Regions from separate parts of the Mus musculus genome. Here all the other regions are linked to region 1. The links are chromatin contacts, called in public HiCAR-type and promoter capture Hi-C maps. All regions are on one chromosome and are shown on one strand. Each heading gives the region's core, a stretch centred on a gene start, on an enhancer-like site or on the middle of the called end of the contact. The rest is flanking DNA. Distances are from core to core; before and after follow the strand shown. Region 1 holds the start of Zfp949 (zinc finger protein 949). Region 2 holds the start of Rwdd2a (RWD domain containing 2A). Region 3 holds the start of Tbc1d2b (TBC1 domain family, member 2B). Region 4 holds the start of Snap91 (synaptosomal-associated protein 91). Region 5 holds the start of Ctsh (cathepsin H). Region 6 holds the start of 4930524O08Rik (RIKEN cDNA 4930524O08 gene).

Evidence for each region. Promoter capture Hi-C pulls out the DNA fragments that hold promoters and counts their contacts. HiCAR-type assays count read pairs that join an accessible place to other places.
Region 2: a contact with region 1 is called in a promoter capture Hi-C map of pre-B cells, with 4 times the contacts expected there. The contact joins the promoter of Rwdd2a here to the promoter of Zfp949 in region 1. A contact is called at or near these places in 2 of 39 promoter capture datasets (erythroid cells and pre-B cells), 3 of 115 datasets of contacts at active chromatin or transcription factors (astrocytes, large pre-B cells and pro-B cells) and 2 of 9 other capture datasets (adipose tissue and liver).
Region 3: a contact with region 1 is called in a promoter capture Hi-C map of erythroid cells, with 20 times the contacts expected there. The contact joins the promoter of Tbc1d2b here to the promoter of Zfp949 in region 1. A contact is called at or near these places in 3 of 39 promoter capture datasets (erythroid cells, liver and pre-B cells), 1 of 115 datasets of contacts at active chromatin or transcription factors (astrocytes) and 1 of 9 other capture datasets (adipose tissue).
Region 4: a contact with region 1 is called in a HiCAR-type map of astrocytes, with 4 times the contacts expected there. The contact joins the promoter of Snap91 here to the promoter of Zfp949 in region 1. A contact is called at or near these places in 2 of 39 promoter capture datasets (embryonic stem cells and hippocampal neurons) and 1 of 115 datasets of contacts at active chromatin or transcription factors (astrocytes).
Region 5: a promoter capture Hi-C map of cranial neural crest shows a contact between it and region 1. The contact joins the promoter of Ctsh here to the promoter of Zfp949 in region 1. A contact is called at or near these places in 3 of 39 promoter capture datasets (cranial neural crest, hippocampal neurons and liver).
Region 6: a promoter capture Hi-C map of pre-B cells shows a contact between it and region 1, with 5 times the contacts expected there. The contact joins the promoter of 4930524O08Rik here to the promoter of Zfp949 in region 1. A contact is called at or near these places in 4 of 39 promoter capture datasets (hippocampal neurons, liver and pre-B cells) and 2 of 115 datasets of contacts at active chromatin or transcription factors (astrocytes and pancreatic cancer cells).

The regions. Positions count from the first base shown.
Region 1 is chr9:88,545,966-88,549,657 of GRCm38.p6, reverse strand. It overlaps Zfp949 (zinc finger protein 949), which reads right to left and starts at 1,638. Exons shown (of 6, transcript NM_001142943.1): 1 at 1,150-1,638.
Region 2 is chr9:86,570,301-86,573,992 of GRCm38.p6, reverse strand. It overlaps Rwdd2a (RWD domain containing 2A), which reads right to left and starts at 2,005. Exons shown (of 3, transcript NM_001145969.1): 1 at 1,936-2,005; 2 at 930-1,156; 3 at 1-19. The coding sequence starts at 1,130. Pgm3 (phosphoglucomutase 3) reads left to right here and starts at 2,151. Exons shown (of 13, transcript NM_028352.4): 1 at 2,151-2,263; 2 at 3,586-3,692. The coding sequence starts at 3,588.
Region 3 is chr9:90,268,879-90,272,570 of GRCm38.p6, reverse strand. It overlaps Tbc1d2b (TBC1 domain family, member 2B), which reads left to right and starts at 1,802. Exons shown (of 13, transcript NM_194334.2): 1 at 1,802-2,219. The coding sequence starts at 1,860.
Region 4 is chr9:86,878,703-86,882,394 of GRCm38.p6, reverse strand. Snap91 (synaptosomal-associated protein 91) reads left to right here and starts at 1,946. Exons shown (of 30, transcript NM_013669.2): 1 at 1,946-2,134; 2 at 2,814-2,973. The coding sequence starts at 2,844.
Region 5 is chr9:90,052,155-90,055,846 of GRCm38.p6, reverse strand. Ctsh (cathepsin H) reads right to left here and starts at 1,580. Exons shown (of 12, transcript NM_007801.3): 1 at 1,213-1,580. The coding sequence starts at 1,297.
Region 6 is chr9:89,824,634-89,828,325 of GRCm38.p6, reverse strand. It overlaps 4930524O08Rik (RIKEN cDNA 4930524O08 gene), which reads right to left and starts at 1,807. Exons shown (of 6, transcript NR_040735.1): 1 at 1,089-1,807.

The sequences.
Region 1 (3,692 bases), core at 389-2,888:
CATGGAGTGAGCACTAAGGTAAACCTGATAGTCCAGACTGGCTCCTGTCCTGTTCTGAAAGGTTAGCATATGATGATGTATCGGTAGGTAACTTGCAATAATGCAATCTCTACCATGAAAATGTAGGCAGACCCAGTTGATCCCAGTACGGGGATCGTCAAAGGAGCCTGTATCACAGGGGCCTGCCGTTCTATGGAGTTCAGTGAAGCAGTCAAAGGCTTGGACCAGGTGTAAATTCCCTACCAGGACCCAGGGCCTCCTGGTCTGTTATTAATGGTCTTCCTCCTCACTAGGGGGATGGGATTGCTACAGTTGCACACCCTCTTCAGAACATGAAACCTCCCCACTTTGTTCCCAGGAAAATGTTCCTATAACAATACTAGAATCTTCTGAGATAACCTCTTATCTCTGGTACTAGACATTTTCAGAAACTAAACAAAGCCTCAGACAGTGTTTCTCAACCTTCCTAATGCTGCAACTCTTTACTACAGTTCCTCATGCTGTGGTGACCCTCAGCCATAACATTATTTTTAATGATTATTAGATTATTAGTAATTTTGCTCAATGTTATGAATCCTAATGTAAACTTCTGATATGCAGGATATCTATGTGATAGTCAACCCCTGTGAAAGGGCCGTTTGACACTACCCACCCACCCCCAACCCTTTCAGGTTGAGAATCCACATGTGGAGAACCACTGTTCTAAGAGCTCAAACCTCAAGTGCCAAAAACATCACTTCATAAAGACAGGAAAACTGACGAATACAATTGCCAATACACATAAGGGTACAGTCACTACGGGAGAATTTCTCTAGGAATTTCAGGCCAATTCATTGGGATAAAAACCACCCTCTTTCTTACAGATGTGTGGGTCACAGACCTCCCCCTTCCGGCTCCAGCACCGTGGTATCAACTTACAATTTTCCCAGGCTCGCAGTTTGGGATTTCTGGGTCGTGTGAAAATTCCCAGTTTTGTAATCCGGTCTCAGATTAACGATCTTTCTCCACCCCAACTCTCCCAAAAAATGGATGCCAAGCAGGTAGCAAGATTCTTTACTGGAATGTGAGCTCACACAGGAGGCTTCCCGGCCCTGACAATCCACAGACATGAACCGCCCTCACCCCCAAGTCGCCATCTTGGGCTCTCACCTCCTTGGCAGAGCGTCCGTGTTGGCCCTTTTGGACTGATGGAATCACAGATCCAAATACTCCTAGCGCAGTCTTCGGATAAAGCAACCATTAAAGCCCTGTTCAGGCCGACTGTTCCGACTGGGAACGATGGGTCTCACAGTCACCTTCCCCTGAGCCGCTGCGGTCCGCCCTCGAACTGCGACTCAGTCCCTCCTCCAAGACCCACCTATGTTTCTGTTTCCACTGAAGTAGAAGGCACGGGTCCCGCTTCCCGAAGGTTCCGAGACCACTCTCCTCTTTTCGTCTTTCCCACCCGCCTTCAGAAACCCTGCAAGAAACGCACAGCCTGAGCAAAGGCGTCAGCACAGAGCCTGGATGCGACTTTCTATGCGGTAGCTGCCAAGAGAGCGCAGGACACAGAGATGCCTACCAGCCAAATGTCAGAGCTGTTTACCTGCTCCTGTGTGGGAGGGCCTTGTATGTTAGGGACTACATTACCCATGAGCCTCTGGGAAACTATGGTAAGTATAGAAGGACATTTTTCCACCGGGTCCACTATCGAATTACCAAGATTCAGATCAAGTACCTATCTGATAATCGCGATATGAAATTCCTTCACCTTTCTCTCATGTGAACCCCAAGTATCCCAAAGTAGTATAGAACCTGAGAAGGAAGCTTCAGTGTGTTCATCCTAGAATCAGACCAAATATCTCTGTGGGAGACGTGGAGCCTTAGAAAATCGGTGTGATATCTTTTGTAGGGTAGTCACCAGAGAAGACTACTAAACATGGGTTTAAGCCAATAAAAAGTCTTATTATCCAGACTGCAACTACCCTTGATGTTCAGGAGATCAGAGAAGCCCCACAAAATCCATGTCCCAGATTGATATATTTCAGTTCAGAACAATTAGCCAGACGCAGAACTTCAGAAGCCAGAAGGCAAGGTTAGTACATTTAGAGACTTTCCCGTAACTATGGACTTTGATGGATTAGGTTTTTGTTATAGTTTTGGCAGATGGCGCTGTCTACATGCTGAGTTTTACAGCCTGAATAGTATTTTTGTCCAGGAGTCAGCTATGCTAAGGTCTCAGAGCCTACTAAGGTCTGGGGCTCTCTTCTGGCTGTACAGAGCACTGCAGGAAGCTGAACGCTTCGTGTTTCTTAAATCCTATGAACCATTTACATCACTAGTGTATCGTCAAATTGAGCATTCTGGTACAGCACACAGTAATTTTCAAGTTCATTTTGAAATCGAACCAACATGTTGGACTTCCATTGTAATAGGAAGAAACCACAAACTATATGAATTGACAAGAGACAAAAGTTATGTTGTGTGTTGCCAATAATGCTTAGAAATAATTTGAATTTGAAATGAAAAAAATCACTTACTAAAATTGAAATGTGTTTTGTTTTGTTTTTTTGAGTCGGGATTTCTCTGTGTAGTCCTGGCTGTCCTGGAACTCACTCTGTAGACCAGGCTGGCCTCAAACTCAGAAATCCGCCTGCCTCTGCCTCTCGAGTGCTGGGATTAAAGGCGTGCGCCCCCACTGCCTGGCGAGATAATTTTTTTAAATCTTCAAAAATGAACAAATTCAAACTGAATGTGGTGGCGCATGCCTTTAATCCCAGCACTCCAGAGTCAGGAAAAAAAAAAAAGCGTTTGAGGCCAGCCTGGTCAACAGAATAGTGAATTCCAGGACAGCCAGAACGACACAGTAAAATCTGTCTCAAAAAAAAAAGGGGGGGGGGGGGGGAGACATACTCAGGAGTCAAACAAAATCTAAATAAATTTAAACAATCCCTGCCCAGAGTTGATACATTACACATTATTAAGATGAATTTTTCAACATAAACTAAATATCACTATAATCTCAATAAAGTTCCGTGAAAATGTTTCTATTTGTAGAGTGAAAGACATAAAGGCTTCAAACCTACAGGAATCTGCTTGTCTTCTACATTCCAAGTGCTGAGATTAAAGGTATGCACCACCAGGCCTGGCTCTGAATAACTTACTCCTAACAAATAAAATAATGAAGTGTCATTTGGAGGACTGTCTTATACAGAAACTGTACCTGTAGCCTCTATTTGTGCATTCTTTCTTCCTCTTTATCATTTGGCCTGAAGGAAGCCAAATGCCATTTTGCAGATTGGGCTGTAGAGGGCGCCATGGGAATAGTCTTGGAAACTAAGATCCGGCTCAAGTGGAGCTTGAGATGACTGTAGCCCTGAATATGGTGTTAATAAAATGGTAATTAAGTTTTATTTTTATCTTTTTGCCTGAGACAGGGTTTCTCTATATAGCCCTGGATATCCTAGAACTCATTGCATGTATCAAACTGGTTTTACCTCACAGAAATCTGCCAACCTCTGCCTCCTGAGTGTTGGGTTAAAGGTGTGTACCACCGTGCTCTGCAGGAAATTGAACTCTAAGCTAAAGAAGCTCTTGAATAAATCACAAACAGAAATAATAATTTGAATTTTGTATAACCTATAAAAATCCTTTTATAGCCAGGCATAGCTATCAGACCTCTGAGTTCCAGGCCAGCCTGATCTACACAGTGA
Region 2 (3,692 bases), core at 756-3,255, 2.0 Mb after region 1:
CTTGCAAATCAATGGTCACCTTAAAATAAAAACGACATAGATTTAAATACTGAGAAATCACACGAGCTAGTTTATCATGGCAACTGCACGATTACGATAGGAACAGTCATGGAGACTCTCAAGGGCCTGCCTGCCACTGAACAACGTATGCAGTCAGCTTTCCTAACCACCGCCGACCAGCGACGTGTGCTGGGTGTCCTGTGCTGGAACAGGAAGTGATGAAGTCAGACAAGATTCCTGCCTCAGACCGGAGCTTCCTGAGGGAGACCATGCTCACACATAGCAAGAATTTCATTTCAATTTGAGAGGCAGAATCTACTGTGGGAGAAGTTCAAGGTTCCACTGAAGTGTGTAATTAAGGAGATAAAATGGTCTGAGGGAAGGACAACTGAAGGCTTCGTAGGGGAGAGCGAAAACATTCTTCTAAATGTCCAGTCCACATGGTACCTGCTCTGCTAATGTTCCTAGGACTAAAGGGTCCAGAGCAAGGAGGTAAGTTTATATTTAACATTTAGGTTTTGTATGTGTAGTTACTATGCACATTCAGTGTCATTGAAAACCGATGAAATCCTAAACACTCATTAACTTCATTAAAGTCTGTCTGAATTTATGGACCATCTCATGTTTGGTACATTTTCCTTCCAAACGCATCCTGGGATTTGAAATTGTCTATTTGTTACCTGGACAGGAAGCTCATGCTTTGGGTTTTCCAGTTAACAAGTGGATACCTGGGGCTATGCCATTAAGAGCACTGGCTGCTCTTCCAGAGGATCAGGGTCCAATTCTAGGTTCCCACATGCAGTTCTGGCCTCCAGGGGGCACTGCATGCACATGATGAACAGACATACATGAGGGGGAAACACGCATACACATTAAAAGCAAAACACGATAGGCACCCAGAAACACTTAGGACCAATGAAAGCACCCACCTTGGGCTCCTCAATTTGGAGCGTGATGACAAATTCGATGTTGGGTGGGAGCGCCTCCCTGGTGCCTTCCAGATACCTCTTTATGTTTGTTAGGGCGTTTACATCTTCGAGTTTTACTTCTCCTTGATTAGGAAACATAGAAAACAGCATTTCCATCTCCAGCAGCTGAAGCTGAAGGCTTTCTTTTACTGACCCTGACATGTCTCCAAATCAGCCGGCTTGGAAACCTGGAAAAGGCCCAGAAATAATGGGGTTGTAAATGACGACTGGTGTCCAGGAAATTTTCCCAAGGTCCCTTTTCTAAGAGGCAGTCCCGCTGTTTGTAGAGAGCTACGGGCACGCATCCATACACTTTAGATTTCTCTCCTAGCCCCCCCCCCCCAATCTAGTACGCACAACATCCTTTAAAATGCTCCCTCAAACCCCAGAATCCTTGTCTCTCCTTCCCACCCTTGCCGGCCATTCTGGAGTCTGCGCTTTCAACAGGTGCTCGGGTGACAGATTTCGTGGCCGGTGGTTGCAAACACCTGTATTCCTGGTCAGCCTCAATCCCGGGAAAACCAGGGACCGGCCCGGGAATCCCACTTGGATCTCAAGCCTGCGCAGCTAGGAAGGATGCCTGCAGTGCGGAGGGGAGGGCTCTAGGTCATCCCCGCCGCCAGCCCCCATCCGCAGGCCCCCTCGGAGGACAGCCTCCCCGGACCGCAGTGGGGTGCAGCATCTCGCGCAGGTGCATAGGGACGCCACCGCAGAGCCAGGGGCTGGGAGGAGGGGTCTCAGCCATTTCCACTTAATAAAGTGACGCCTAGGGCTAAGCGGGTGAAGACCCGCGGGGATGACGCTGACCTCGCCTGGCAGGGGCTGGGCTGGGAGGTGATCTCGGTGGTCGGAGGGACGTCAACGCTCCCGTTCTTTAGGGACCCGGGACCCTGAGGCCCAGGCTGAAAGGCGCAGCTGTCCACCCCGGGAGCTAACCTTCGGCCCGCCTTAGCCGCCTTAGCCTCACCCTTTCAGATCACTCAAGCCAAGCAGCCCCGAACCCGCTCCGAACCGCAGCCGCAGTTCCGCGGGCGCGAGCAGCGCGCGGACGGCTGGGGGGCGGGGCTTGGCGCATAGGGCGGGGCCACAGACACCAACCCGCCGCGATTGGTCGGGGCGGGGCTTGGTGGTGCAGGGGCGGGTTCAGCGGCCCTTCCGGGCTGTGATTGGTGTGGGCGGGGCGTCGGGCCGGAAGCAAAGCTGGGCCACGTCTGCGAGGTCTGAGAGAGTTGGTTTGGTGCGCACTGCGCGGCCGCGTCTCGCCTGTGGAGAGAACGTTCTTGCTCCAGATCTAGGTGAGCGGGCGTGGAGAATGCCGGGCCGCTGTGGGTGGGGGTTCATCGGCAGCTGAGGCTGGGGCATGACTGCCGGACCTACCTATCCAACGCTGCGCGCGGCCCAGGTGCCTGAGGTCCTCGCGCTGTAGTGCGCGGAGCCGCGAGTCAATCAGTAGCTCGGAGCAGGATGCATCCCCAAGGGTGGCAGTTTGAATGAAAGAAGCAAACACTGTTAGGGCTTTTAATAAACATTGCCATACCTAATCGAAATTAGTTCGAGAACTCCAAATGCATTAAAGGGTGGAAGCATGCCGTTGTTCTATGACTGTGATTTTCCTTTGAGAGTTCTGAATTTCGTAGGAGTGGTTGACGCCCCTATGAATAATAGGGATACATTACCAACGGGTCATTTTTTTTTTTTTTTACAAAATTATATTCGTCCTTGTGGACAAAAGTTTGATAACTAAAGTAGCTTGGGAATGATCTATTTTACTAACCGGAGAAAAGCAAACATTTCCCCACACTTCTGGTAGTGTTGTGTATAGAAGCAAGGAAGGACAATAAAGCGAGGAGGTGTGGCTGTTAGCGGAGGGACAGCACCCCCTCTCTGGGCAAACTAGGATAGAGCTGACCCAGGAAGTACAGTTTGTGGCTCTGCAAATACACCGCTGGCCGAAGTGGAAAACCCGAGTTGAATGAATTGGAGGTATCCCACACTCACTTGTTTTTAAATGACAGGTTGGAAGTAGCATGGTAGATGTTAGTTGTTTTTGATGTTACTTTAGAAGGCTGCCATGCCTGTCTTTATGGAGATTGGTGAGGCTTCTGTGAGATGGCCTAGCTGATGGGGGTGGGGGTGGGGTTGGGTCTCAGACCAGAGGAAATGACTGTCCATTGTTTTTCTTTTGGGACTGTTTCTTTCTAGCTTGAGAGGAACAGCAAAAGAGCCACACGGATTCCAGGTTTCTGACCTTCAGCCTCAGCCTTTCACTGGCCGCACACCAGACTTTATATGATTAACCGAGGCCCACACCGGGAGTTGACCCTTCTGTAACATAAAATGATGGTGTGATGGCATTACTTTAGGACAGTTCATCCTGAAGACAGAGTGGAATAGGAGTGGACAGTGGCTGGTGTCTCTCCCGAGTCTGTCCTGGAGGGTATGGTTTAGGCAGGGGCTTCTGGGTAATTTTAACTCCAGGGTCTCCTTTTCTCTTCCCTGCCTTCCCAAAAGTGGTTCTCTGGAGAGGGTCCCATTGAAACAAATGTGCTACATTGAGTTGGCAGTTTACCAAGCAGTACTTGAAAGCTTTCCCTTCTTTTATTTCTTACTCTTGTAGGCATGGATCTGGAGGCTGTGTGTAAGCGCTCGGCACTCCATGCCAAGCCCCAGGGGCTCATTCTTCAGTATGGGACTGCTGGATTTCGGACCAATGCCCAGCATCTC
Region 3 (3,692 bases), core at 553-3,052, 1.7 Mb before region 1:
AAGAAGCAACACTAATGACAATAACAATGGCAGTAAACAAAAGACTGCCACAAAAGGAAGTTAAACAGCCTGATCTAAGCTTCAAATGGGCAGTCTACTTTGGTGTCCTTGTCTTTTCTGGGGTGTGTGCGCATGCGTGCACATGCGAGTGAGCGCTCCAGAAAGAGAGAGCGCACTCGCACATGCACGAATTTAAAATAAGCAAGAGGGGGTGCATAGGGTTGGAGAGATGGCTCTGCAGCTAGAAGCACTAGTCCCTCTTGAAGAGGTCTTGGATTTGGTTTTCAGAACCCACGTGGTAGCTCACCATTATCTGTAACTCCAGCTCTATGGGATCATGCACCCTCTTCTAGTGGTATATTTGATATGTCCTCACAAATATAACTAGAATGTCTACTTCTCTTTGGGAAAGGTGAGCTTTGTACTCATCCTTCCTTCGCCTGGAATGCTGTTCCCCTCCTCAGTCTCTAGTTACCGTTCCCCCTCCCATCTGACGTAGGTCTCTGCTCACTTCTTAAGATCTGCCTCCTCTGACCAACCTACAAAAGTAGCTTACCTTCATCTTCCTTTACAAACTCCATCCTTTTACTATGTTTTGTTTTGTTAAGCACTTAAAAACACCTTGTGAGGTTGTTCTGAGGGTTCAAATAAGTTGATACAGGAAGTACTAGGAAGCTGGGTGGGGCTAGCACATTCCTGTAATCCTACCACTTGGGAGGTGGAGGCAGGAAGATATCCAAGGCTCAGTGCCAGCCCAGGCTATGTGGAGAGAGCTTGTCTCAGTCCTACATTCCCGACACCCTCAAGTAATCACTGGCAAGTGATGTCTTATAGTTAGGGTCTCTATTGCTGTAATAAAGAACCATGACCAAAAGGCAGGAACCTGGAAGCAGGAACTATGGAGGACTGCTCCACACAGCTTGCCCTCTTATGACTCGCCCGTCACTGTTTCCCCAGCCTGCTTTCTTACTTCATCCAGGACCACCTGCTCAGGGGTGGCACGGTCCACAGTGGGCTGGACCCTCCCACATCAATCATCAATCAAGAAAATGCCTCCCAGACTTGCCAGCTTCCCCCCCCCCCCAATTAAAATTCCTTTTTCCCAAAGGACTATAGCTTGGGTCAAGACAACAAAACACTACCAGCACAGTGGTATTTTAAGCAACCATCCTTATTTCCAGGTCATAAGGGCATTTGTGCAGCAAAACAACTTCTATTTGTTTGCCTTTTAAAATGTGTGAATTATTGTTGTGCTTTATTAGAATATAATCTCCATGAGGCTAGGAAGTCACTGCCAAGTCTCCAGTGTGTGAATCCTACACAGAACGCCCTCCATAAATTTTTTTTCATTCAGTGAACAAACCAGGATGTAGAGAGGCAGTACATACTTTGGCTTCCATTCACAAACTCTACAAATATTTACCGAACACCCACTCTGTACCAGGCAACAGGCGCTCTCATTTTCGTAGTATGAGCCTATGACTGGCTGGACACGGATTTTAAAATCAAAGCTTATTCGGAGTTCAGGGCAGTGTTAAGTAGACTTTCCTTAGTTTTTTTTTAGAAACCCACTCGTGGAATCCACGCTCGCATAAAGAAACAGAACTTTTTCTCCCGGGATAGGGCGGACCTTGAATGCCCAAAAAAACAACTAGTAGAGGACGGGTGGAGCTAGCCTGGATCGCTAAAGAACCCAGGCTACCCACGCTGCGGGGGCGCGGCGGGGGCGGGACTACAAGTCCCAGGCTGCTCAGCGCGCCACGGCCCTGCGGAGGGCGCGGCGCGGGGAGGTGGGCGCTGCGGCGGCGGCCCGGAGGAGCGCGGGGCGGGAGCGCGGGCGCGGGCGCCGGCGGCAGGCCATGCCGGGGGCCGGGGACGGCGTGGAGGAGAGCTGCAGTGGTGGTGAGGGAGCGGTACCGGGAACAGGCTCGGAGGCTGGGGCGGTGGCGGGACGGGAGCCCTCGCGGCTGTGCGGCTACCTGCAGAAGCTGTCGGGCAAGGGCCCGTTGCGCGGCTACCGCAGCCGCTGGTTCGTGTTTGACTCGCGCCGCTGCTACCTCTACTACTTCAAGAGTCCCCAGGACGCTCTGCCGCTCGGCCACCTGGACATCGCCGACGCCTGCTTCAGCTACCAGGGCCGCGATGAGGCTGCGGAGCCCGGAGCAGATCCGCCCACACACTTCCAGGTGCACAGCGCCGGTGCAGTCACCGTGCTCAAGGTGGGACGATCGCGCCCCGGTGCCCACTCGTGTCCCGTCAGCAGATTTCCCCCTCCACCTTCCTTCCTTGTCCCAAAGGCCTCCTCCTGTCCTGCCCAAGCCTCTCTTTGCCACTGCCTACTCTGATTCCTTCCTCATTCTTATCTTTTTTTGCCCTTTACCTGTGCTTGGACTATGAGGCTGAGTCAGGGTTGGGGGTTACACAGCTAATCTTTTGACACTTTGACCCATTATCTCCCGATACGCCTTTCCTCGCTTCCCTCCTGTGTCCACGCTCACCATTCCTTGGATGCTGTGGGAGACCCTCCCACAGTTGCAGGCTTCCACCCTCCATCCCTGCCTAATTTATAACTCCTCCTGTGACCTTGGGTCCTCTGAAAGACCCCTCTGTGCTTCAGCTGCCTGCTCTGTAAAGTGGGGACAACAGTATTGGGATTAAGTGGTTTCCACTCTCAAGTGTTTAGTAAATATGGTACATTGAGTGCTATAGCCAGAGGCAAGTGATACCAGGGCCCCGGGAACTAATTTGCCACAGCCCCCTCTAGAGAGGTCGGGGTACTCCAGCAGTGCCCACTCTTGCTTCTTGGAAAAGGTGGGAGGGGTTGCTTCAGCTTATGGGAGGCTTCCTTAGGCTTCCCCAGAGAGATTTGAGTATTGGAGGCTTGGCAATGGTCACCAGTCCCGGGGCAGCATTTCCCTGTTGCTGAGAGTTCTAAAGGCCAGGACCTTGACATCTCCTAGGAATGGTCCTGTTTGGAGCACCCAAGGGCCTGGACCCCTGGCCTAGGGCTGGGCTGCCTCTCACTCTGGGCCTTGCTCCCCGCTTGGTTCCCTGAGTCTCCACCCTCCTTTTTCTGGCTTCTCTTCCGTCTTGCAAGCTGGGCTTTCTCCAGAGCCACAGGGCTGGGCTTGAAGCAGCAGCCCTCTCAAAGCTGGCCAAGTGGAGAGTGGCCTTGTGAGCATGCAACTGTTCCTGAGCTCTGCAGACCGTGCAGCAGCTGGAGCTGTTCCCTGAAGCCCTTTCTCAGAGCTTTGTCGACTCAGCAGAGTCTGACTGGGGGAACAGGGGTGGAGGGGGGGGGGATGCTGTGATGTTCCCCCCCACTAGCAGATGCATAAAATGTTTCTCTAAAGGAAGCCAAGCAGGCCTGCAGTTCAACTTGAGGTAACTCAGTGTCTGTGTAAACTTGGGACTGGCTCCCAGAGCGTCCACAGGGAGCTTTGTCAGAGGCAGATGCTTGCCCTCTGTGTACATGTGGACCCTGGTGAATTTCCGGTGGAATTGCCTGTGAAAAAAAGAAAACTGAGCTTCCTGTTTCAGATTCTCTCAGATAGCTTTAGAACTCTCTCCCTACCAGGTCTTTCATTTTTTAAAAGCATCTAAGCAGCGGCAGCATCTGCCTAAGTGAAGTTACAGTGCTTAATGGACGGCTTTGGACCTGGATAGATTTGAACTTGCAGCCTGAGTCATCA
Region 4 (3,692 bases), core at 697-3,196, 1.7 Mb after region 1:
AGTGTTCTATATTATATGACAGAGTAAGTTAGGGCTATTTTGAATCACACATACCCTCAATAGTTTTCTGTCTACTTACTCTATCAATTATAAATGAGACGATGCAGAACTCAGCTGTAATTGTGGATTTACTATCGCTCCTTTTGCACCATCCTGTTTGAAGTTCTGTTCCTAGATGGCTAAACATATGGAATTGGCTGTTGATGAGTTTTGTTGTTATGCAATGTGCCTCTTTCTTCCCATTAACATCCCTACTATAAAGTCTACCTTAGCTAATACCAATACGGCTACTCCAGCTCTTTATCAGATATGCTGAGTTCTCGTTTACTTGCAATAAAATTCACCAATTCTATGTGTCCAAATTCATACTGTTGTTATCGACCACCTTAGTCATGATATAAACCTTTTCTATCATTTTAAATAGTTTTTCTTTTGAAGTCAGTCCCCAGTCCTGAACCTTGGCATCTGGTGTATTTTCTGTCTTGAACTTAAACCTTTCTTACTCTGTTACATAAATGGATCAAAATAGTAAATAACGTCCTGGTGATTTGGCCTCTTTCATGAAGCATCGTATGTTCTCAAATTCATCCATGTTGTTCATTTCTGTCTTGTTATTGCTAAGTAGTATTCTGTTGTGTGGATATGCCATGTTTTCTTTAGCTATTTATCAATAGACTGGTTTTCCTCCAGTGTGGGGCCATTATATAAGCTGCTACTAATTTTGAGTGAAAGTTTAAAGAGAAAAATGTGTGTGTCTGGTTCCCCCCCCCCCCAATTGGGTAAATACTGTGCAGGACTGCGGGGGTCATATAGTAATACGTACATAACTTTTTGGTGGTGGTCTTGATCTTTCTTTCTTTAGTCAACAAGGTTTCTAATTGCTGCTGCTGGGATCAGCCCCAGCTGTTAGGAAGTTATGATTGGGTATTGAACACCGGACCAAGAGAAAAACTACAAGGCAGAACCTTGATGTGTGTAAGTAGGCGTATATGACCTTGGGGGACTGAACAGAGGTCACCTGTGTAAAGCCAGAAAATATGTCAGGGAAGTACCTAAGGGAACTTCTGATCTTAACCGTGGGAATTTAAAAGAATAGTTAAGACAATGACCTTTACAAATGTCAACTCATGAAATTATTAACCGACTCCAATCCCATGCAAATAACACTCGACATTCAAATAATATAAGACGTTCCGACATATTTAAATGGCAAAAATTACAGTTTAAGGGTGCAAATGATTACAAGACGAGTGTAATCTGGCATTCAGCTAATTGCTTTGCTACTTGTCTATACCGCATACCTCAGTATTGCTTTAAGGCTAAAGCGGCTCGAATTACCTGCCCACTCGGCTCCCCGTTGTAACTGAGACTAGTGGAGCAGCCTCAAGGAGCTGAGGGTGCACAGGTAACGGTCGCGTGGCCACAGAATCTGACATTTCAAATCGCCCTGCCCATCTGGGCCTCTACTGCCGAGGACAGGCCAGCTAGTCACAGGCACGCTTCTTAGGAGAAGGGGCTGGGCTCTGTTGGCAGCGCACGCTGCCGCCCTTGCCTCGGCCTTCACAGCCCTCCCTCTCCCCAGGCCCACGCCCGCGGCGATCCCCGAGCATCCTGCAGTTGCCCGGCAGGTATGCGCGGCGCGCGCGCACCAGGTCCGCCCGGGGACGCAGCGGGTGCGCGCGGGGACGCAGGGCGCGCGCAAGAACGCAAGCCATAGAGCCGCGGCGCCCCTCCGGTCCCACCCCCTCCTCCGCCGTCGCCCGCCAGGGATGCTCGCGTGCGGCCCTCCTCCCGTTTAAAGCCGCGGCTCCGAGGGGGGCGGCGAGCAGGAGCGACAGGGAGGGGGCCGCTGGCGTTCTGCAGAGGACTGGCCCGGGTTCGTCGGCTGCCGTCACCTGACTCGTCGCAGGCGCTCCAGCTGAGGTGGGGGCGGGGATGGGGACGCTGCGCCGAGCGCTAGAGAGACGCGGCGGCGCTGGCGGAGGCGGCGGCGGGTGGGGACCGCGGGGACCGCGGAGCTGAGACAGGGGCCGGGCCGGGGCTACAGGCATCGCGGCCCGGGGACACCAGGGCGGTGCGTGTCTGCACTCAGCTACCTCGCGCGGCGTCCGGGCTGCGGTGCTCCTGGGGCGGGGTGAGTACGCTGGGCCGCACGGGTCCCCTCCCCTGCTCCAGGACCCGGGGATTCGAGGGATAATCCTAGGGCGCGGAGAAGGGCAGAGGCGGCCGGGTGACAGCTCGGTGGCGCTTTAGCGGCCGGGCGGGGCCTGGGCTGTCCGCCCTCTGAGATCCGACTGGAGAAGGGTGAGGCGCATCGCGGCTCAGGGCGGCCCGACTATAGGGATGGAGGGCGAGGGAAGAGGAGTCGTTGCTGCCGCCGCAGCCCCAGGACAGAAAGGAGGTGGCCGCGGCCCTGCGGTGCTGTGGGAGACACGTTGCGGCTCGGGGCAGCGAAAGGTGCGCGCTTCTGGGCGCGGCGTCCGGGGTAACCCCGACGCGCACCGGGTCTCGCACCACCGAAAAGGGTTGCGCGGACAGTGCTGCTTGACAGGGGGCGAAGCCGGGATGTGGTGACCGCTTCAGGGTGTGGGAAAGCGGGACCGTGGCACGATGCAAGGACTACCCTGCGGGTGGCTGACAGCCCTGGACCTCGATGGACCAACTGGGCTTGGCGCGCCGCTGGTCCCAAGAGGCGGTGCCAGGGCGGGGTCGGCGGAGGAGAGAACCGCCGAGCGGAGGGAGCAGGCAAGGCCGGGCGCTCCAGCTAAGGCGGTGCGGGTGAAAGCCGGACCATCTCCTCTTATTTCCTGCAGAAGAGGAGGCGGTAGACGCGGCCGGTGAAGATGTCGGGCCAAACGCTCACGGATCGGATCGCCGCCGCTCAGTACAGCGTGACTGGCTCTGCTGTAGCAAGAGCAGTCTGCAAAGCCACCACTCATGAGGTGATGGGCCCCAAGAAGAAGCACCTGGACTGTAAGCATCCTTTTATATAAGCGGGACATGCGCGTGACCATAGGGGCTCAAAGGCCGGCGGCATGGCCTTGGCAGTCTGTAATACTGCCAGAAGCCTTGGGAACTGGCTCACCATCGAGTCGATCCTGAGATCCTGAGCTCCTGCCTCTGGCCTTGGAGGTGTCCCCTTGAATAGGCCCTGAAACCTTGTCTATCGAGCCGTTTTTTTCTTCTGATGACCTCCAAGAGCCTAGAGGAGGGAACACACACACACACACACACACACACACGGTTGCATAAAAGTGTACATTTGGGCTACATCCTTTTAATCATTTTTTTTCTCCACTCTCTGTTAGGTTAAAGGAAATGAGGGGTGGTAGGGTCACAATGGGGAGACAGAGAGATTGATGGGTGGGTGGATGGCCACTCTTGACACTAATTTCTTAAGAGCATTTTGGATAATCGTAAAATCCTGCTTTTTCCTCTGCTGCTACTCAGAATTTGTGTGTGAGTGTGGGGGAGTGCGCGCGTGTGTCATATGTCACTACACTGAGCCGAACTGAAATAAATCCAAGCTATTGAATGAGCAGATAATGGCGATTTCATTCTGAACATCTTGGCACACTTCCTTTGTCCTGTTCTCAGAAAATGCTGGGTGGGATAACTGGTCAGCTCACAAAATGAATGTCCTCTCCTCTTTAGAGGTGGTACAGTTTTAGATGAAAACATAATATTTAATA
Region 5 (3,692 bases), core at 331-2,830, 1.5 Mb before region 1:
CCAGAGGGTCACAGAAAGATACGAGGGAGGGAGGAATGAGGAGAAAAGGGGATGGGGAGGGGGAGAGAGAGAAAGAGAGAGAAAGAGAAAAAGAGGAGAGAAGAGAGAGAGAGAAAGAGAGAGAGAGAGAGAGAGAGAGAGAGAGAGAGAAAATGAGAGAGAGACTAAGTTTCTAGACTGATTTCGCTGATACAGTCTGAGTCCGGATCGTTTGGGATGTCTTCACACTGCCCGGGAGATCCCCAGAGACCCAAGTCAGCACAGCAATATGAATTTGCTACGTGGCATTTATCTCTCTCTCTGAAAGCCCTAGTTCCAGTGAGTTACAAAACCAAAAAGAAAGAAAGACAAGCTGGTAAGAGAAAGTAGAAATGGGAGGGGGAACAATAGAGGGTAATGAAGGCTGAAATATATCAGGATATATTATAAACACTCATGAAAATGTAATAATGAAACTTATTATTAAGTACAATTAATATATGCTAATAAAATCTTTTTTTTTTTTTTTAAAGGAAGTTTTGTGTGTCCTGCGGAAGGACCATCAGCAGGGCTAGGAAATCCCAGACCACCATCTACTCTCAGCCAGGGGCTTTGATTGACCGGCTCTTTACACTTAAAAATGGCTGGCGCGCTTTAACTTCTGTTTTCACTGTCCATAAATAAACATCTATTAGAACCAGCTACCCGTAGCTGCGTTCGTTCCACAGGTTCCAAAGGTTCGTTTGTAGCCTTTAGGAGTTGCTACAGAGACCAACGTTGTACACAGTAAAATATTTACTGGTTAGTCTCCTGCGGTTGCACTTTGCCAAGAGTTGAGGCGACTTTCCCGAGCCAGCTTTTTCCAGGCACACCACAGACGCTAGGGTTAAAACTTCTGTGGGTGCCCCATGTTCCGCAGGGCAGGGAGTCACCCCAGCACGGCACAGTCGGACTAATAACCCAGGCAGGGCGATCCCCGGGGAGGCCAAGTCCACGGAAAGTACAGGCTGGGATGTCCCGCTCCCTCCCGTGGTGGGACAGGAAAGTTTTGTGCCCTTAGCTGTCCGGCAGAAGGGGCTGAAGGCTTCTGTATCTAGATCTGAGCCAAAAGGACTCTAGGTACCTGCCAGCCTGTTCCTCGGATCACGCAAGACGCGTGTCCCCCGAGACTAGCCCGTCCCTGTTCTCCCTCCGGTGCCCTCGGAGCCCTGCGCCCCACTTTCTCCCTCCTACCTATGGCGTTCACGGTCAGCTCGGCGGTGGCCCCAGTACTCAGCAGCCAGGCCCCAGCGCACAGCAGCGGCAGCGCAGCCCACATCTCGGCGCTCACTGCCCGGTCCCACCGAGTGCCCTCTGAGCCCAGCCTGTGGAAAGGAGGTGGGGCGACTCTGGCCTCCGCCTAGGTGATGATGGTTCCTCTCCTGCCCCCTGTGGCCATTACACTCCTGCTCTTGGGAAGAAGGGTTCTCAGGGTCTGACCCTGAAGGCTAGTCCCTGCCAAGTGGGAGGAAGCGCAGCCTAATCCCCAGTTTCCTGTCTGTCCCCATCTCTGGTAACTCCGTCTCCGTGAAGGTTTCTTGAACCATAGCTCCCTGGCCTTCCCTATAGCTTGAAATGACTTAACCAGAGGGCTGTCTGGACTGCTCACCCCCAACAGGCATTTGGGTTGCTTCCAGGCATTTGCGTTGCTTCCTCCTCCTTCCTCCTTCTTCTTCCTTCTTCTTCTGTTTTGGTTTTTTGAGACAGGGTTTCTCTGTACTCACTTTGTAGACCAGGCTGGCCTTGAACTCAGAAATCCACCTGCCTCTGCCTCCCAAGTGCTGGGATTAAAGGTGTGCGCCACCACACCTGGCTCTTTTTTTCTTCTTACAGTCCCCATATAGCCCAGGCTGTCTTTGAACTTGTAACCCTCCTGTTTCAGCCTCCTTTACAAGTTTCTCCTGGCAGCCCATGGCATTTTGATGAAGGCAGAATGACCTTCCTCTCCTGAGATTCTTTGGTCAGATTCTGTCTTTCTAGTGCCGGGGGAAGAGATTCCAGAAGTCTTTTAGAATTAAGTATAGTAAGGTGGTTCTCTACCTGGGGGTCAAATGACCCTTTAAAAGGGGCCACCTAAGACCATCGAAAAACACAGATATTTATATTATAATTTATAATAGTATCAAATGTACAGTTATGACATAGCAACAAAAATAATCTAATGGTTTGGGGATCACCATAAAATGAGGTTGAAACTACTGGTCTAGTGGCTTTGACCAGTTTTCAGAATTCTATTTAAGAAGCCCTGAGGCTACGGATGTAACTCAGCGAGCATGGTCCATCATGCACAAGGCTCTCATATAAGCCTTGAATAAGTTCAATGCCTAGTACTCCTATAAACACACACACACACTCCCCCCCACCCCCCCCAAATAGCCAAATAGACAAACCGAACCAAAAGCCACCACACAAAGGCACGTCTTTCAGATACTCTGGACATGTGGACACTGAATCTACACTGATCGGTTCTGACAGGCCTGGAGTATGGCTCCAAGGACAGATAGTGTGCAAAGGGCTCCCATTTTAGGATATCTGACTTGATGTGTGTACTGGCTGGTTTTGTGTGTCAACTTGACACAGCTGGAGTTATCACAGAGAAAGAAGCTTCAATTGAGGAAATGCCTCCATGAGATCCAGCTGTAAGGCATTTTCTCAATTAGTGATCAAGGGGGAAAGGCCCCTTGTGGGTGGAACCATCTCTGGGCTGGTAGTCTTGGTTCTATAAGAGAGCAGGCTGAGCAAGCCAGGGGAAGCAAGCCAGTAAGGAACATCCCTCCATGGCCTCTGCATCAGCTCCTGCTTCCTGACCTGCTTGAGTTCCAGTCCTGACTTCCTTGGTGATGAATAGCAGTATGGAAGTGTAAGCCGAATAAACCCTTTCCTCCCCAACTTGCTTCTTGGTCATGATGTTTGTGCAGGAATAGAAACCCTGACTAAGACAATGTGTTTCTGAAAGAAAATGAGATTTTGTATCTTGTAATTCATGTAAAAGAGTTGTCTATGAGTCTAGGCCTGGGGCCGAGAACAAAGCAGAACAGACAGGGCTGTTGTTAAGACAGTCCTAAGAACAGCTTGATTGTACAAGCAGGGCTATCTTGTCTGGGTCAACACCACCTGGCCGGAACCTCCCCTCTGTCTACTGCCCCTTGACGCCAGGTAAAGTCATACATCAACTGGTTGCTATGTGAGCAAGATAAGCCCCCAGCCCACAGGAACAAAGTTCTGATGCCCTTTTTTTTTTTTTTTTTTTTTGGTTTTGGTTTTTTGAGACAGGGTTTCTCTGTATAGCCCTGGCTGTCCTGGAACTCACTTTGTAGACCAGGCTGGCCTCAAACTCAGAAATCCACCTGCCTCTGCCTCCCAAGTGCTGGGAGTAAAGGCGTGCGCCACCATTTTTTTGTTTGTTTTTTTGTTTTTTTCTGATGCCCTTTTGCTAACATGTAATCTTTCTGTTAATGTTTAAATAAGCCAATAGTGTGTCACTATGCTGAATTCCACACCCCTAAGCCCCTTACCCCATAAAAATCCCTAGCTTTCCTCTTTTTTTTTGGGGGGGGGTTTCGAGACAGGGTTTCTCTGTATAGCCCTGGCTGTCCTGGAACTCACTCTGTAGACCAGGCTGGCCTCGAACTCAGAAATCTGCCTGCCTCTGCCTCCCAAGTGCTGTGAGTAAA
Region 6 (3,692 bases), core at 558-3,057, 1.3 Mb before region 1:
TGGAGAGCCGGGACATGTGCAAACGGTGAGGCAGTCACTGAGCCGCTGGAAGAGTCTGGGGTGTCTGCTCAGCAGGTACCCACCAGTTCCTGCTTTTTATGTGAGGGTTCTCTAGAGAAACTGGGGAACGAAGTAATTTTATCCCTGAGAACATCTCTCTTAAACACCATGAACCTCATTGTACCCGACAAATGCAAGCTAGGGAAGAAAGGGTTCACAGGTCAACTACAACAGCAGCAGCTTGTCCCCTTACGTCCCTAAACAGAAACAGATAAAACATTAATTACGTGTAAGACAGTGCTTAGCCCTCTCTCTACCCATTCATTCCTGGACCTACCCCATAAATGGTGCCTCCTGCTTTCTACATGAGTTGGTCTTCCCAACTCAATTCACCCAATTACGAAACTCCTTCATAGCCCCAGGCCAACCTAATCTAAATAATTCCTCATTAAAACCTTCTTCCCAGCTCATTCTAGGTTGTCAGAGTCGACATCACAGTCATTTTCTTTACTTGTAAACAGTGATGGATAATTGGGACAAGCAGAGTAAATAGCAGCGTTACTCTGAGTGACAATCCCTGATGACTGTCTTGGCCTTGTGACAGTACTGTCTGAAGTGAACGACTTGGTTTTAACCCTTGTTGCCTGCAGAATTTTTCACGGAGGCTTCTCTAGATGTTGGAAGCTGCAGACATTTCTGGATTAGATCTGGGAAGCTTCTGGATGGTGGGTCTCCTCTGAGACTACCTAGACTAGCAATTTCCACATCCCAGCCAGAATCCCTGGATCAAAATCTTGTACGAAGCTCATTCTGTCTAAGGCTCGTGGTGGGTATAGGGCTCAGAGGCTCACAGGTGCTCCCTCTTGTGGGGCGGTCTGCAAGTAGCATTCTTCATCCGGGTGTCGGAGGAATATCCGTAAAACGTATTCCTTGGTGGAAGCCATGACTCAATTTAATGGGAGTGAAGATCACAGAGAAGAAAATTACCCAGAATGACTTAGGAACCCTTTGCTTTCTCCTGGCCTCAGTTTCCCTATCTGTATTTTGAGACTGCAGTCTTCCACGCTCTCAACATCCCAAGCACGTACTATATTAAAGCATGATGCGGGCGCCCCCTTGTGGTCAGAAAAGGCCTTGGCTGTTGGAGGAGTTGATGGCGTCTGTAGGTTTACGCAAATGGAGGCCCAAGACAGGCCTTCCTGTTTTCTGCTCGATTTAGTGCTCTGTCTCGAGGTTAGTCTCTTCTCTTGATTGATCCTCATATTCTCACATCGAGTGGAGCATCAGGAGGCCCAAAGAGACATGATGGACAATGTTCCCTTGGCGATGCCACTAACTGCGTGTGATTTTCGCCAGGGCCTTTTACCGGAAGCAGGCTTACATAACTGCAGTGATGGGGGATGGGCACTGTCAGCCTTCAACCTGGCATCTAGGAGGTCTGTGAAATCCCCTGAGGTCTAGGGAGCATTTGTGCAGACCAGCAGTTGTAGGAGACAAAGGTCCAGTGTTTTGTCTGCGTTTCTTGAGGTGGCTTTGCCGCTTTGAGTGCATTAGTGATAAAGCTTCAGGGGAGAGGCCTTACCTTCAGAACGCTCACATCGGGCTCCTTTTTGGTCACCAATACTGAGTAGACGTGCTTTAAAAGCCAAAGAAAAATGAAGAAAACAACAAACAAACAAACAAACAAACAACAAAAAAAGCCAAGTCCCCTAGATCAGAACTGACAACCAGGGCAAATGGTCTCAGCTCTGTATACCTCTGCCTGCTGGTTTTCCTGTCCTGTAATCCCAACGTGATCCCTGGGAACTCCAAAGACAGGAACTGACAACAGGCAGTCCTGGCGGGCTCTGTTAAGCTACAAGGATGGATGATGGCTGGCTTCAGTTTCTAGTCAGTTTCACACTGCCACGGAATCGGTGACCGGTTCTGTCTCCTTTTTGCAAATCATGAGTAGAGGTGGAAGAGGGAGGCTAAGTCACCACGGTTAGTTCACTTGATTCTCACAATAGCTCTGGGAAGTAGGCCTGTTATCACCATGTACTTACAGAAACTGAGTCTTGGAACTGGAGAGTGACTTATCGCATACCAGAAAAGGTGTTGATGGTGGGGCTGTGTGCGTGTCCATGTGAGTATATATGTGTATATATTTGTGTGTGTGTATATTTGCTTATGTGTTTGCATATATGTGGGTGTATGTATCTATGTGTGTGCATTTATGTATTGTGTATATATGTATATGTGTATATATTTATATATGTATGTATGAATGCATGTGTATATCTGTGTGTGGCATATTTTCCTCTAAGTTTTACTATGTAGTTTTTTAAAAAATTTAGCATATGTTACTTAGGCATGATAATGGGTTTTATTATGACAGTCTCTTACATATATAGCACGTATTTTACTCCTAGTCACCTCCATTACCCTTTCCTGTCACTTTGCCTCTCCTGCTGAGCCTTCCTCCCACCCCAGCTAGGCCCCACAATGTTACATTCATGTCTTCTTTACAAAGAGGAACTACTGAGTTTTGTTAGTGTTGCTTACAGAGACATGGCTGCAAAGGTGTTGTTACAGGAGAGCACACACCTTCACTGAAGACAATGTCTAGTCCTCTCCCAGACACCACGGAATCGCTGGGCTTTTAATTGTGATTTGCAGCTGGCCCATGTGGCACTCACAGGACTGACGAGGGGCACTCAGCACCTCAGGAGACATCATGCCCAACTGTTGGAGCCACTGGTGTGTCCACTAGAGCATTCTGAGCACGTCCCCAAGGTGTCTGACTGAGGTCCTTGTCCCAGTTTCTGGACTGAATTTCTGGCTGTATAGCAGTTTCGGACAACCCATAACTCTCCTCTTCAGTTTCTCATTTCCTGGTGACAGGATCTTATCTTGACATTCCCTGGCCCACACCTTGCTTTGATCTGTCACTGGGCTTGGCAAGTCACTCATGCAGAAGTCCACATGTCCTCTCTGTTCCTTACAAGGCCTGGAGACTGGCAGCTCTCCTGGCCCCCCCTCCCTGCACAATAACATAGGGCCACACCCACAGAACAGTTTATCAACACTGGGGCACCAGTGACTTCCCACCACTTACCTGATCCCCACCCCAAGTCTTCTGTATGAGGGTGTCCTGGATACGTGAGAAATTACCAAGCATTCAAATGTTATGCTTATCTTTGTCCTTGGGGTCTGAGAGGGCCAGGATCTCATGGACATCTTATATTCCCAGCTAGAACAAGGTCCTCCCATCCCACTTCTCCCTTTCTCTACCACACCAGTGAACACTATGGCTGGGTTCTGTGTTACTCTCTCTTCCCTAACCACCGTGGCCATCAAGTCTGCCTCTGTCCACACTGGACTGTTTGAGGCTGGTCCTCACTTGCCCGTGACATGGTCACCATCTCCTTCACTGTGTTACTGAAGTCCAAATATCCAGAATCTAGGCGTGGAGTGCATAGCATGCCCACTGTTCTGTGAATTCTCACTGTCATGGCCACTGAAAATCCCTACGCCTATTAAATAAGCGAATGCAAGGGTGGATTGACAAGACACTCCCCGCTGCTCTCAAGCCGTGTCCCGCCGTACTGAATACAGCTGCACTTGCTCCTTGGATATTATTACATGCAGAATTTCACCTCCATTCCCATTAAATACAATTCATTCATGCCTGTAAGCGCTTTATAGATAGC